Linked DNA regions of Zea mays: region 2 is linked to region 1. The links are chromatin contacts, called in public Hi-C maps. All regions are on one chromosome and are shown on one strand. Each heading gives the region's core, a stretch centred on a gene start, on an enhancer-like site or on the middle of the called end of the contact. The rest is flanking DNA. Distances are from core to core; before and after follow the strand shown. Region 1 holds the start of LOC100273090 (SPFH/Band 7/PHB domain-containing membrane-associated protein family). Region 2 holds the start of LOC100284159 (metallothionein-like protein 1).

Region 1 (6,089 bases), core at 2,169-4,668:
TCAGATGGACCGGGCATTGGAGCTGCTGAATGTTCGTCCCTGCGGTTTCAGGCCTCGCCACTCGAACAAACTGGGCAACGAGTTCCGGCTGTTCGCGAATTAAGATCCTGCTGACAGACTTGGTGGTTGGGAGCAAAGTGATGGTGCCCCCATTTAACTATAAACTAATACAATTTTTGTTCTAGAGCTGTTCCATCTTTATGAACATGCTGCATCTTTGATCCACAACTCACTGATCCCTCCAATTTAAATTGTAGTGACAATTATTTGAGGAATCTGTATGCTATGATGTATGGTCAATCAAACATTTACACTGTTAGTGTACCTCATTTTAATTTCATTTTAAAATACAATGTTAGTGTATGTTTCATTTTAATTTCATCAGTATTCTTTAGAATGTCTCGTTGGCTTATTCAGATTTATAGCCAAAATGACATTATCTTGGGGATAGAGGTAGTATATTTTTTATATAAAGCTACTTAATTTTAATCGTTATTCTCAGGTCACCGAGGTTGACATTGAAGCATTTGAAGCTAAATACAGAGGATTAAAGTGTAGGACATCTGTGATGATGAACTTTCTTGGTTCCGCAAAGCTCAGTTGCTTGTTGTGGTATATTCCTTTAGTTTTGCAATAATTTAGGTGTTCCTCTAAACATGGCTTGTGGTGTTAGATTAATATATTCATTGGATATGGTGTGAATTTCTAAGGATTACCGGATGATGTGTACATCTGTTATTTCCCCTTATAGGATCAAGCAACCTACAAGATGGCCAGAGAAAGCAACATGGCAGGAGTGAAGAGCTTTGATAGGTATTACTTTGCTTCATTTCTGTATGTACTCTAACAACATAGGCTTTCAGCTTACAACTTTGATTTGTTTGGAGACATTTTTAATGACATTCAATTAAAGCATTTGTGTATTGTATGTTCTGTTAAGTTTTGTATGGGCTAGCCATTTTGTAGCATGAGTGAAGATGCTTATATGCTGTGAACTGCAGCTAGCTGTCCATCCATAGCTTGTGAACTTACACTCCATACAATGTTTTCTTGAAGAAAGAAAAAGAAAATGATTGGCTAGCATTTTTACGTCGCACACCACCGCACTTCTCGGGTCTATTTCGCAGGTCCGTCACACCACCTCCATAGTGTTCACAGTCCTCGCTTGTCCTAACAATAATGTTTATACCTCCTAACGATAATATGTATCGATCATCACATCCATCATAGCATGATTGTTAATCGCATCAGGTTTTCCAAAGAGGGGCTGACCAAGATACGATAATTCTGATGGCTACCAAAGCTTCTCGTACAGAAAATCAGGATGACATAGATGCCATAATAGTTGGTATGATGGCTGATCCAAAGGAGGTACTGGTATTCCTCAGGAGTTTGTGATGTGCAGTCTGATGCTAATTTTACTTTTATTCTAACTATTTCTCTTCCTTCTGCATGTTTAACAAAAGGCTTGTGCTAGTGTCCAAGAGATTCATTTTCTGCCAGTTAATCCAAGTAACAAAAGAACTGCTTTAACCTACCTTGATGGAGAGGGAAGAATGCATCGTGTTAGCAAGGGAGCACCAGAGCAGGTATTGTTTTCCTTCCTTAACACATATTGGGAACCCTACATTGTGACATGGATTTCAATTATTAATTAATAATGATAGTTGAACAAATCCTTCATCTTGCCCACAACAAGATGGATATTGAAAGGGTTAGAGCTGTCATTGACAATTTTGCTAAACGTGGTCTGCGAGCACTTGGTGTAGCTTACCAGGTGTGTGTGTGTGATCCCTTGACATGCACTATCGCTACACTATGTGACTACATGTTTATTGTACTTGACTGGACAACTTTATGTGCAGGAAGTGCTCATGAGCTACAAATACAGGTTCGATGGCGCGTTTGCCCCTGAGCGCGACCAGTACTATGATGTGTCCAACGTCGTGGTGGATCTGTATTGGTGTTGTGAGTTATATATTGTTGTGTGGTAGCAGGCCATTTTGGGCACAAAAACCAGTATTTTCTGCTCAGTGCTAAGAGCTATCCTTAATTTTGAGGACTCAACATGGCAATCAGTATCTCCTGAAGTTAAATATTTTGTCAAAAGACTTCTTAAGAATGAATGTTGCACAATCACTCTATAAGTATGCTTATAGTCTCACCAACAATTCCTTTTTCGCCTGTAATGTTTTTATAGCAACTGTATTCAACACTTATTTTTGAAATTTTATTAGTGTTACAGTAATATTTTGCCACACGGATTTTGCATATTATAGTGATGTTTGTCGTTCCGTATCTATATTTCATACAAATTTTTTACTCCCGTGGCAACATCTAAGTAAAGTAGCAAATCAAATGAAAGCAGTGTCTTCTCTTTGAAAGATTTTTTTATACTTATTAGTGATGTCTTGGATATAACTTCAATGTATAACTATGTTTTTTTGTTAGCAGTGCCTGACAATTGCACAGAAATTACTTGATACAAGTGATGAAGTTATTTTAAATTCTTATGACACACACTGGTTATCTCTATATGAACTTTATTGTCATTTACTACAGGTTTTGTTGTCATTTACTTTCCCCCTTCTTTATCTTGATTATGAGTTTTGATATGCAGATCCTGGTTTCTACAGTGGATCCATCTGGAAGAATATCTCGTGAGTCATCCGCCCGACTTGCTTTGATGTTATCTCGTGAGACACAATATCTGGTTCTACGTACATGATACCTGGTGCTTGTGAGGCATGCAAAGTTATTTGGTACCTAGCTCGACAGATACATTCAATGCAAGAACAAAGTTCGAAGACAGATTCAAACTCTACCAATCCGATTAACCGCAAGATGGTTGAGATTATGGTCAATAAGGCTTCTACATGTGACTTGAAAGAACTTGTTTCAAAGTTCATTCCATAAACTTATCTAGAATATGTATAATTAGAAGGTTGCATAATACTGATTGGTTGTAATGTAGTGGTGAAACAGTTAGATTAAAAAAAATAAAATTTATGTATGCCTAGAACCATAAATGAATTATGAAATCTTTTTTCATAATAATATAACACACATCTGTACATAAGTTATTGTGGTATTATATGTTCCCGTTGCAACGCACGAGCACTCACCTAGTGTGTAATTAAATAGCTTACCTTGATAAAGAATCTCATATGGATCTTGACACACAATGTTATTTGACCCGTTTTGTAAGTGTTTCCTAGTTTCCTACAATCATCCTAACACAATTTCAACAAATTTTCTTATATTTTTATTTTTCTGCTTTACACATGTATTCATGTATTTTTACTATTCCTGTGTTCTTCCTAATCCAAAACCGTATTCCAAAAGAGGCCTACACTTTACTCGCTCGAACCAAAATTACCCAACACGGGCAACACTCCACGCCAGGAGTGGGCGAGTGGCACACCGCACACCAGCCTTCGTCTTCCTCGCGGTTTCGTCCACTCCCGTCGCCCGTTCCACCTGTGACCTGCCAAGGCACCAAGCCTGACCGACTTCGCTTACGGTTCCCGGTGACCCCCGCCCACCCTCCTCGCGATGTCTGACGTCACCTCCGACTCGGCGCAGAGACGCCGCTCGCCGCCGCCGCCGTCGCCGTCGCCGTCGATGCCGCGTTTCCAGCAGCAGCCGAGCGGGCGCCAGCCGCCCCCGCCCGGCGCCGACCCCTTCGCCTTCGGCATCGTGGCCTTCATCGGCATCTGCTTCGTCCTGGTGAGTCGTGACCTTTTGACCTCTCCTACCTCGCTAATATCACCGATTTCCATTTGCGATCATTTCCCCCGATCGCGAGTAGGTAGATGCTCAGTCGCGTGTGCGTGCCTCATTGGCAGATCCTGGGCTCGATTGGTGGGGAACTACTGGGTACTGTGACGTGGATTCGCGTTGGCTTGCTGTGGGGTCCCGGGTCCGGGGTTAATGCTAGGATGTTGCTTGTTTTGGAGTTTAGGTTTGGTTCATTGGGGATGCCAGTGCTGATCTGGTGAGTGCCTACATCTTGCATAAGTGATGTGCATGGTTGAATTGATTGGGGGCGTTGGGCTGGTGATATGAGCATATTATTTCAGTTATTCATTATATTTGCTGAAAATGAGTAGACATTTCTGCCTTTTGCCACATTTGTTAGGGGCACTGTGCCTTCTGATACTTGCTGCCCCTAATACCTAGGGAGTACATGTTGACCACCAACCAACACACTTTAGCTCCAAACACGACCTATTTGATCATGTTGGGGGAATTTTGTATAGTAGTTTGGAACTATTGATTGAATGGCCCAATTCATCATTTTCATCTTGTATTTCTACTCTCAAAGTCTTGTATTCTTGTTTTCTGTGTTCATCTTACTCCTCTGTGTGATGTTACTTGTACATTTTTATGTTCAATGACATCTGAAGTATCACCTTAGGAATAAAATGTCCCAAGCAAAGAAAAAAATATCTTGTACTACATGATGGTAGTTTGTTGCATTTTTCCTTGGGGCTGGAATTGTTGGTTCTGTCAGTGCCCTTCAATGATAATATTGTGTATGCTTGAATTGATTATATTGTTCAATCATTGAGCTGGTCTCAATAATGCATTACATTTGCCAATAATGAGTCAATTTATGTGCAATTAAATTTCCATATTTGTTTAGTGGGCTGTGTTTGTAGATATTGCTGGTTGCTTTCTATCCAAATAAAAAATGTCAGCAGGTATTTGTCTTGAGTTAATGCCAGCAATGTAATAACTTTTAAGTCTAAGTATGTCTCTATCACTCCTTTGAGGCCTTCCTTGTAAGTTTTATACAATGGTCGGAACTATTGACTGTGCTGGTCTTTATCAAGTTTTTGTTTCATGTCACTTTTTTCCCTTGTAAGTCTTCCTCTCTTTATTGCAACAACCTTTACTTTTCAATGTTATATGACAACTATACAGGAGGAAACATCTTTGTACTTTATAAATTAGAATGCTTCCTAGTTGGTCTGTATCCCCAGTTTTTACAAGTAACTAAGTAACAAAATTACCTTTTGAATCATCTTAATTTTTATTTTAAGTACTTCTCTGAATTACATATATACACCTACCTGTTTCCATCGCGAAATACTCCCTCCATCCCACAAAATAAGGCGTGCATGCTTCTTTTTTTCAAAAGCCAATGTTTAAAACTTTTGACTAATAATTCAGCCAAAAACACATATTTTTAGTGTATGCATGTTATATACTTAGATTTATATTAAAAGGTACTTTAATATGATGCTCATTTTGTATTTATTGGTGGCATATTTTTTTTAATAAATGGTCAAAGTTTTGCTTTAATGACTGTGCTAAAAAGTTGCACGCCTTATTTTATGGGACGGAGGGAGTATATTTTAGTGTCACTAGGTGATAGCTTATGCAAAATTCTCTTCTGAGGCTGTGTGGTAAACTTGGCAAGGAACATTTAAATAATACTGTTGCAAATTCACGTTTAGTTTATCAAAGATGTAGACATGCTTTGAATTTGATGCGTCGACTTGGTTAAACAACAGTCTACTGAATTTTGACTCGTAGAATGCAAAAGGTCAACATACATCATTTTGCCATCTAGTTAAATACTGTTGGCCAAACTTCATAGTAAAATAGTAGGAATTTTGCAAGAATAAGTTACACTATCCTGGTAGTCTGGACAAAGAATACGTCATATACTCTGCAAGGTCCTTCATATCTTTTAAGATTTATTATACAAGATGGCTGCATGTACTTGTATGCAGGATCACACTACTTAAAAATTGCTAAAAGCAAGGTAGTTTCTGCCAAGTAAGAAAAATCATCAGATTAAAAAAAACGGTTCGACAATGTACACAATGAAGCATGGCCTAGTTATCAGCTTCGTTTATTTTTCTTTTTGAACAGAGGCATGTGAAGTTAGTGAAGTAACAAAGTTGGGATTGTGTACCAATGTTGCAGAGGATTCTAGTATTTTTTAGGACAATTCTTCATATCAATCTGAAACAGTGTTGCTCAAGACCACTATCCTGCCAAGGCACTAGGCACTGAAGGGGAAAAGATAGTTCCAATTGGCACTCCCTTTTCATAGGCTATGCTGTAGTTTGTAA
Region 2 (6,089 bases), core at 1,806-4,305, 390 kb before region 1:
ATATTTGTGTTGGTGATTATTATTTCAAAAGCAATAAACTAACTTGACTGCGGTCATAATTTAAAATTCTCTTCAGTCTTTCTACAGGTCTTGGTCCAGTCAAATCAAAGACTAGTTGATTAGCCATCTTTCCATGCTTATTTCTATTGAGCTCATAACTATCATGTGCAATATATCTGTGTGCATATATCAACAAATGAAATTTTAATATATCTGTGTGCATATATCTTTATGTTTTAGTGTTTCTGTTCCTGTTTCTAAGCTCACCGCTGTTTCTTTGACTTTGTAGATCCCAGTAACTTATGCTGGGGGTGTGTCAACAATGGATGACCTAGAGAGGATAAAGAAGGCAGGCAAAAGTCGAGTAGATGTAACTGTTGGGAGTGCTCTAGATATATTTGGAGGAGATTTACCCTACAAAGATGTTGTCCTTTGGCACAAGAAGCAAAGTATGGTTGGCCAAGTGTCAAGGAACATGTGGTAGCGATCAGTATTGCCAGAATTTATTGTGTATCGCTCGCTAAAAGCATATTTATTTTCATTACAAAACTTCATTGTGCGTTTGAATTACTGAGCTTTCTTTTGCTTTTGCTTTTGGTTGTTTAGACAGTCTCCAGCAACGTTCCCTAACTTTAACCCTCTAAAGAAATATTCCTCATCCTTTATAACATTCTCTAAAAGATTTCATACTCTATATCTTTTTAACTCCAATAACTTCATCTAAATTTCTCTCTATATGTATAGTGCCACCGAATACATGCATATATATTGTTCGTTGTTGGAGAGCCTATACCTTTGGCGGATGAAGAGGTGTCTCTATTTACTGGACTTTTACCGTTCGTTGTTGGAGAGCCTAGAGAATGAATGAAACACTAAATTTACCGAACAGACGGTATTGCTGGATGCAGTTTTAGATTGACTGAGGGACCCTAGCTTAGGCTAACCTGACTTAAAATATATAACATCTCATGTTTGATTATCTTCATGTGTCTTAGCCTTGTCCATTGGAGATGTTGTTTGATTGTCTTCATGTGTCTTAGCCTCGTCCATTGAAGATGTTGTTTAGTTGCTTTTATAAATACTTGCTGCAAGAGTTTAAAAGCTATTAAAGTTTATTATAGTTTCATGTGGCCCGGCAATCCGCCAGTCTATAATTTACCATATCATGTCTCAAGCCTTAATACACTTTTAAATAAATTTAAATCATTTAATAGAAACTAATTACATGTTAATACATCACTATAAAAAAAATTAATGGTTGCACCGTAAAGCTTTAACTTGTGCATCTATACTCTAATAGTTTGTGGTCCAACGCCTCGGTCCGACATCTATAGAAGTCTTTTTTTCTTTATTATTTGGTTTCTTTGTGAGCTTCACGTTCAGTTTGGCCCTATTTGTACTCTTGCATATACTTATAGATATGTAACATGTTTTCTAACATCTTGCTTGAGATGTTATTCATTCGAAGCATCCCTTTGTCTAAGTCCACTTGTGCACCCTTTGAAAAAATGTTAGCATAAATGATTGTGTTAACCATCAAAACACCAAAACTTTATTTTAAACGGACCTAAGTCTATTTTACTTGCAATGAGCTAGCATGAGGAACATGGAGCAACATTAAACTCGAAACAGGAGGCAGTATCAAATACTCCCTCTGTTTCTTTTTATTAGTCGCTGGATAGTGAAATTTTGCACTATCCAGCGACTAATAAAAAGAAACGGAGGGAGTATGAGAGTCGATCTTAAGAACATGACGTATGATCCATACCCTCAAATCTGTTTGAGAAAAATCACTATCGAAGGAGGCTACTTGTTTTCTTCTTTGCGTAGAAGATAATACTCCTCCTGTCCTAAATTAATATTTGTTTAAACTTTTTACTAAATTCATGTAATAATTAATGTATGCGTTATATATATATGTCTAGGTTTATAATTATTCATATGAATATGAACATAAAAATCTAGGGCTAAAACGACTACTATTTTGAAAACGGAAGGAGTAGTAAGTTATTTAAGCGGAGGGGAACCATGATGGGCTAGTGATTTAATTTACATATATATATTGGTGTTCTGGGCTCTTACATGAGAAGATCTAGTTAACTGTTGTTACTGAACAGCGAAGACAAATATATAATTTAAGCTCCCCAACTGCTAGTGATTCTGTTAAGAGGTAATGTTTAAAGTAAATTTACAAGAGCCCGTCTAGCTCAGTCGGTAGAGCGCAAGGCTCTTAACCTTGTGGTCGTGGGTTCGAGCCCCACGGTGGGCGCACAATTTTTTGTTTTTTGACATTTTTTGTTTGCTTAGTTGCAGACGGTTTTTCCCCTGCTAGGAGATTTCCGAGAGAAAAAAAAGGCACTACAGGTTAACCAAAACCACCAACCTTTGGAGCGTCGAGGCGACGGGCATTTGCGTAGTTGAAGCTTACAAAGTTGCATATGAGATGAGTGCCGGACATGAAGCGGATAACGTTTTAAACTGGCAACAATATCTAGCTGTTTCAAATTCAGGCGTGGGAAGCTACGCCTACGCGCCCTGGACGGCGTGTAAAGAGCCAGCATCGGCATCATTGTCAAACGATCGACAAGGCCAAGAAATTCCAAATATATTATTAATAAAAAAGAAGGCACAAATTAGTTTGGTTTTTTAGTATGTGTGGCGGAGGAAATTTTGAGAACGAACGTATCAAAGAAGGCACAAGACGATATAGATTGACGCGGCTAGAAGTTGCAGCAAGACAGTGGGTACGGTCTTATATATCCTAATAAATAAAAAATAAAACTATAGTGTGTCAAATGTCAACAAGAGGAGGAGGCAGCCAAATTAGCAGAGGGAGACAAGTAGAGCACGCCTTATTAGCTTGCTTATTTATCGTGGTGGTGTACTTGTTAATTACTGGCACGCATTATCAACAACGCAGTTCTGGATGTGAATCTAGACAAACATTTGTCTAGGTTCCGCACGTATAGTTTTTTTTCTTTTTTTTTTGGGGGGGGGGTGGGGGGGGGGGGGGAACGGAAGCTGTAATAAACGGTACTAGGAACGAAAGCAACCGCCGCGCGCATGTTTTTGCAATAGATTACGGTGACCTTGATGCACCACCGCGTGCTATAAAAACCAGTGTCCCCGAGTCTACTCATCAACCAATCCATAACTCGAAACCTTTTCTTGTGCTCTGTTCTGTCTGTGTGTTTCCAAAGCAAACGAAAGAGGTCGAGGATGTCTTGCAGCTGCGGATCAAGCTGCAACTGCGGATCAAGCTGCAAGTGCGGGTAATGTAATTAAGGCTCTTATTTTCCTTTCTGTAACTGTGTGATCGTGTCCTTTTGTGAATTGTACGTGGTGTCTTTTTTTTTAATTTTTTTTTTTTTGCTTAATTCTGCGCAGCAAGATGTACCCTGACCTGGAGGAGAAGAGCGGCGGGGGCGCTCAGGCCAGCGCCGCCGCCGTCGTCCTCGGCGTTGCCCCTGAGACGAAGAAGGCGGCGCAGTTCGAGGCGGCGGGCGAGTCCGGCGAGGCCGCTCACGGCTGCAGCTGCGGTGACAGCTGCAAGTGCAGCCCCTGCAACTGCTGATCCTGCTGCGTTGTTTCGTTTGCGGCATGCATGGATGTCACCTTTTTTTTACTGTCTGCTTTGTGCTTGTGGCGTGTCAAGAATAAAGGATGGAGCCATCGTCTGGTCTGACTCTGGCTCTCCGCCATGCATGCTTGGTGTCGGTTCTGTTGTGCTTGTGTTGGTGCATGTAATCGTATGGCATCGTTACACACCATGCATCTCTGATCTCTTTGCGCCAGTGTGTGTGACTATGTCCCTGTAACGATTGGCTCAGTGATTGAATATATATACAATACTGTTTTACTAAGTAAGTATGATTACCTCTTATTTTAAATTTCTCTATGTAAATCATGTCTTCTACACAGTATGTTGTACGACCACTATCTGCTGAATGTATAGATGTCTAGAAAGCACGTGGCCCGTTAGCATGACACGAAGCACGGTTTTTTAGCACGACACAAATTAACATGGGCCCAGGCTCAGCCCGGCCCAGCGAGCGTGTCGGGCTCGACAGCCATCCCGACGCGTTGGGCTGGCCCGAGCACGGCCCGGTGGATGTTGGGCTTAGAAACCGGCCCGCTACATTTTAGCGCAGCCTAACCCACTGCCCACCAATACTCCGCAATTCCGCATAAATCCCCCAGTGCCCCATCCCCAGCCCATTGACCAGCGCGACAGCTAGGGCTGGAAAAAAAGCTCGAGGCTCGCGAGCCAGCTCGGGCTCGATCAGGCTCGGCTCGGCTCGGTGAGGCTCGCGAGCCTAAACGAGCCCGAGCCGAGCCTAATTCCGCAGCTCGCTACACTAACGAGCCGAGCCGGCTTGGTGAGGCTCGCGAGCGGGCTCAAGGCTTGGTCCAAACTACTACTTACTCGTATCTCCGTTCACCAGTGTGTAAGTGTGCTGTTTTGGTCACAACTCACAAGGAACTAGAGTGCAGGGACATAATTTTTTATTATATGGAACATATTGTGCTTCAAATTTGAGCTAATGACTATAATTATTGTTGTTGAGTACTTGAGTGTACAGGCTCGCGAGCCTATATCGAGCCGAGCCTCATTACCGAGCTCGCTAAGTGACCGAGCCGAGCCTGGCTCGGCTCGCTATTCCACCGAGCCTCGCCGAGCCGAGCCGAGCCTGGCTCGGCTCGGCTCGTTTCCAGCCCTAGCGACAGCACCTCGTCCTCCAGCCGCATAAACCCCCATTGCAGCCTTGCCCTCCTCGCTCCTCCCGTCCCCGTAACCCTAACGCGTTGAGCGCCCGCTGCTCTCCGCTCTCGGCCTCTCCATCCCCGCTCCGGCGCCCCCGTGGACCTGTCCTCCTCCCCCTATCAATCTCGATACACCACACGGTAACGTTGGATCTCGGTGCTCGTGCTCCGGCTCCTCCTGTCCTCCACTCCTCCCCTCTCTACCGTGAGTCCCTGACCTCAACGACACCGGGGCTCAAAGGCACCGGCGCCGGCGACTGTGAACTGGTGCTCCGGATCTGCTCCTAACTATGAGATGTGTGGATCTTGAGGAACCAGTGCGCGCCTGCTCCATCCATCTCCATGACGAGTCGGCAATGGAACCGGTGCTCCGGGTCTACTACTCACTGGTGCCATCTCCCTGTCCAGCACAGAGGTGACCAGATCTGCTCTGGATCTACTGCTCACTGGTGTTCATCTGCTCTCCTCTGTTAAGCTCCTGTTCTGGTCGCTGTGTGATGAATTGATGTTTCTTGGAATCCTAATCTGCTTGCTGTGCTCTGGATGTACTGGTAACGCCATCGACGAGCCGTGTTTGGCACAGAGCCACAGAGGTAACCTGATCTTGATCTGTTGTTCAGGTTTGGATCCTATGAACTATTGTTTAGGGTTTGGGATTTTTATTCCTATGAACAGAGGTGACTTTGTTGATATGTTGTTTAGGTGATTTTGATCTGTTGTTTAGGCCTTTAGGGTTTAGGTGTTGACTGTCGATCTGTTGACTGTTGATCTGTTGTTTAGGTGATTTTGATCTATTCTATTGACTGTTGTTTAGGTCGTTACACATATATATTGTCGAGCCTCATTCTTTAGGTGTTGATCTGTTGTTTAGGTCTCATCTATGTGAGGCATATAGTTTTGATCTTATATACTTGTGAATTGTGATCTGTGTAAGTGTGAAGGTTGAAAGTCGCCTAGAGGGGGGGTGAATAGGGCGAATCTGAAATTTATAAACTTAAGCACAACTACAAGCCGGGTTAGCGTTAGAAATATAAACGAGTCCGAGAGAGAGGGTGCAAAACAAATCGTGAGCAAATAAAGAGCGAGACACGATGATTTGTTTTACCGAGGTTCGGTTCTTGCAAACCTACTCCCCGTTGAGGTGGTCACGAAGACCGGGTCTCTTTCAACCCTTTCCCTCTCTCAAACGGTCACCTAGACCGAGTGAGCTTCTCTTCTCAATCAAACGGGACACAAAGTCCCCGCAAGGACCACCACACGATTGGTGTCTCTTGCCTTGGTTACAATTGAGTTTGATCACAAAAGAATGAGAAAGTAAAGAAGCA

What was found. Hi-C and Micro-C count contacts between places; a contact is called where the count stands out from the background.
Region 2: a contact with region 1 is called in a Hi-C map of tassel, with 2.6 times the contacts expected there. The contact joins the promoter of LOC100284159 here to the promoter of LOC100273090 in region 1. A contact is called at or near these places in 3 of 25 Hi-C or Micro-C datasets (ear, leaf and tassel).

The regions. Positions count from the first base shown.
Region 1 is chr1:74,526,103-74,532,191 of Zm-B73-REFERENCE-NAM-5.0, reverse strand. LOC100273090 (SPFH/Band 7/PHB domain-containing membrane-associated protein family) reads left to right here and starts at 3,418. Exons shown (of 9, transcript NM_001147539.1): 1 at 3,418-3,729. The coding sequence starts at 3,556.
Region 2 is chr1:74,919,517-74,925,605 of Zm-B73-REFERENCE-NAM-5.0, reverse strand. It overlaps LOC100284159 (metallothionein-like protein 1), which reads left to right and starts at 3,055. Exons shown (of 2, transcript NM_001157056.2): 1 at 3,055-3,272; 2 at 3,388-3,867. The coding sequence starts at 3,220. The coding sequence ends at 3,574. TRNAK-CUU (transfer RNA lysine (anticodon CUU)) reads left to right here and starts at 2,197; the gene lies at 2,197-2,269. It overlaps LOC100286090, which reads left to right. Exons shown (of 10, transcript NM_001398270.1): 10 at 290-549. The coding sequence ends at 484.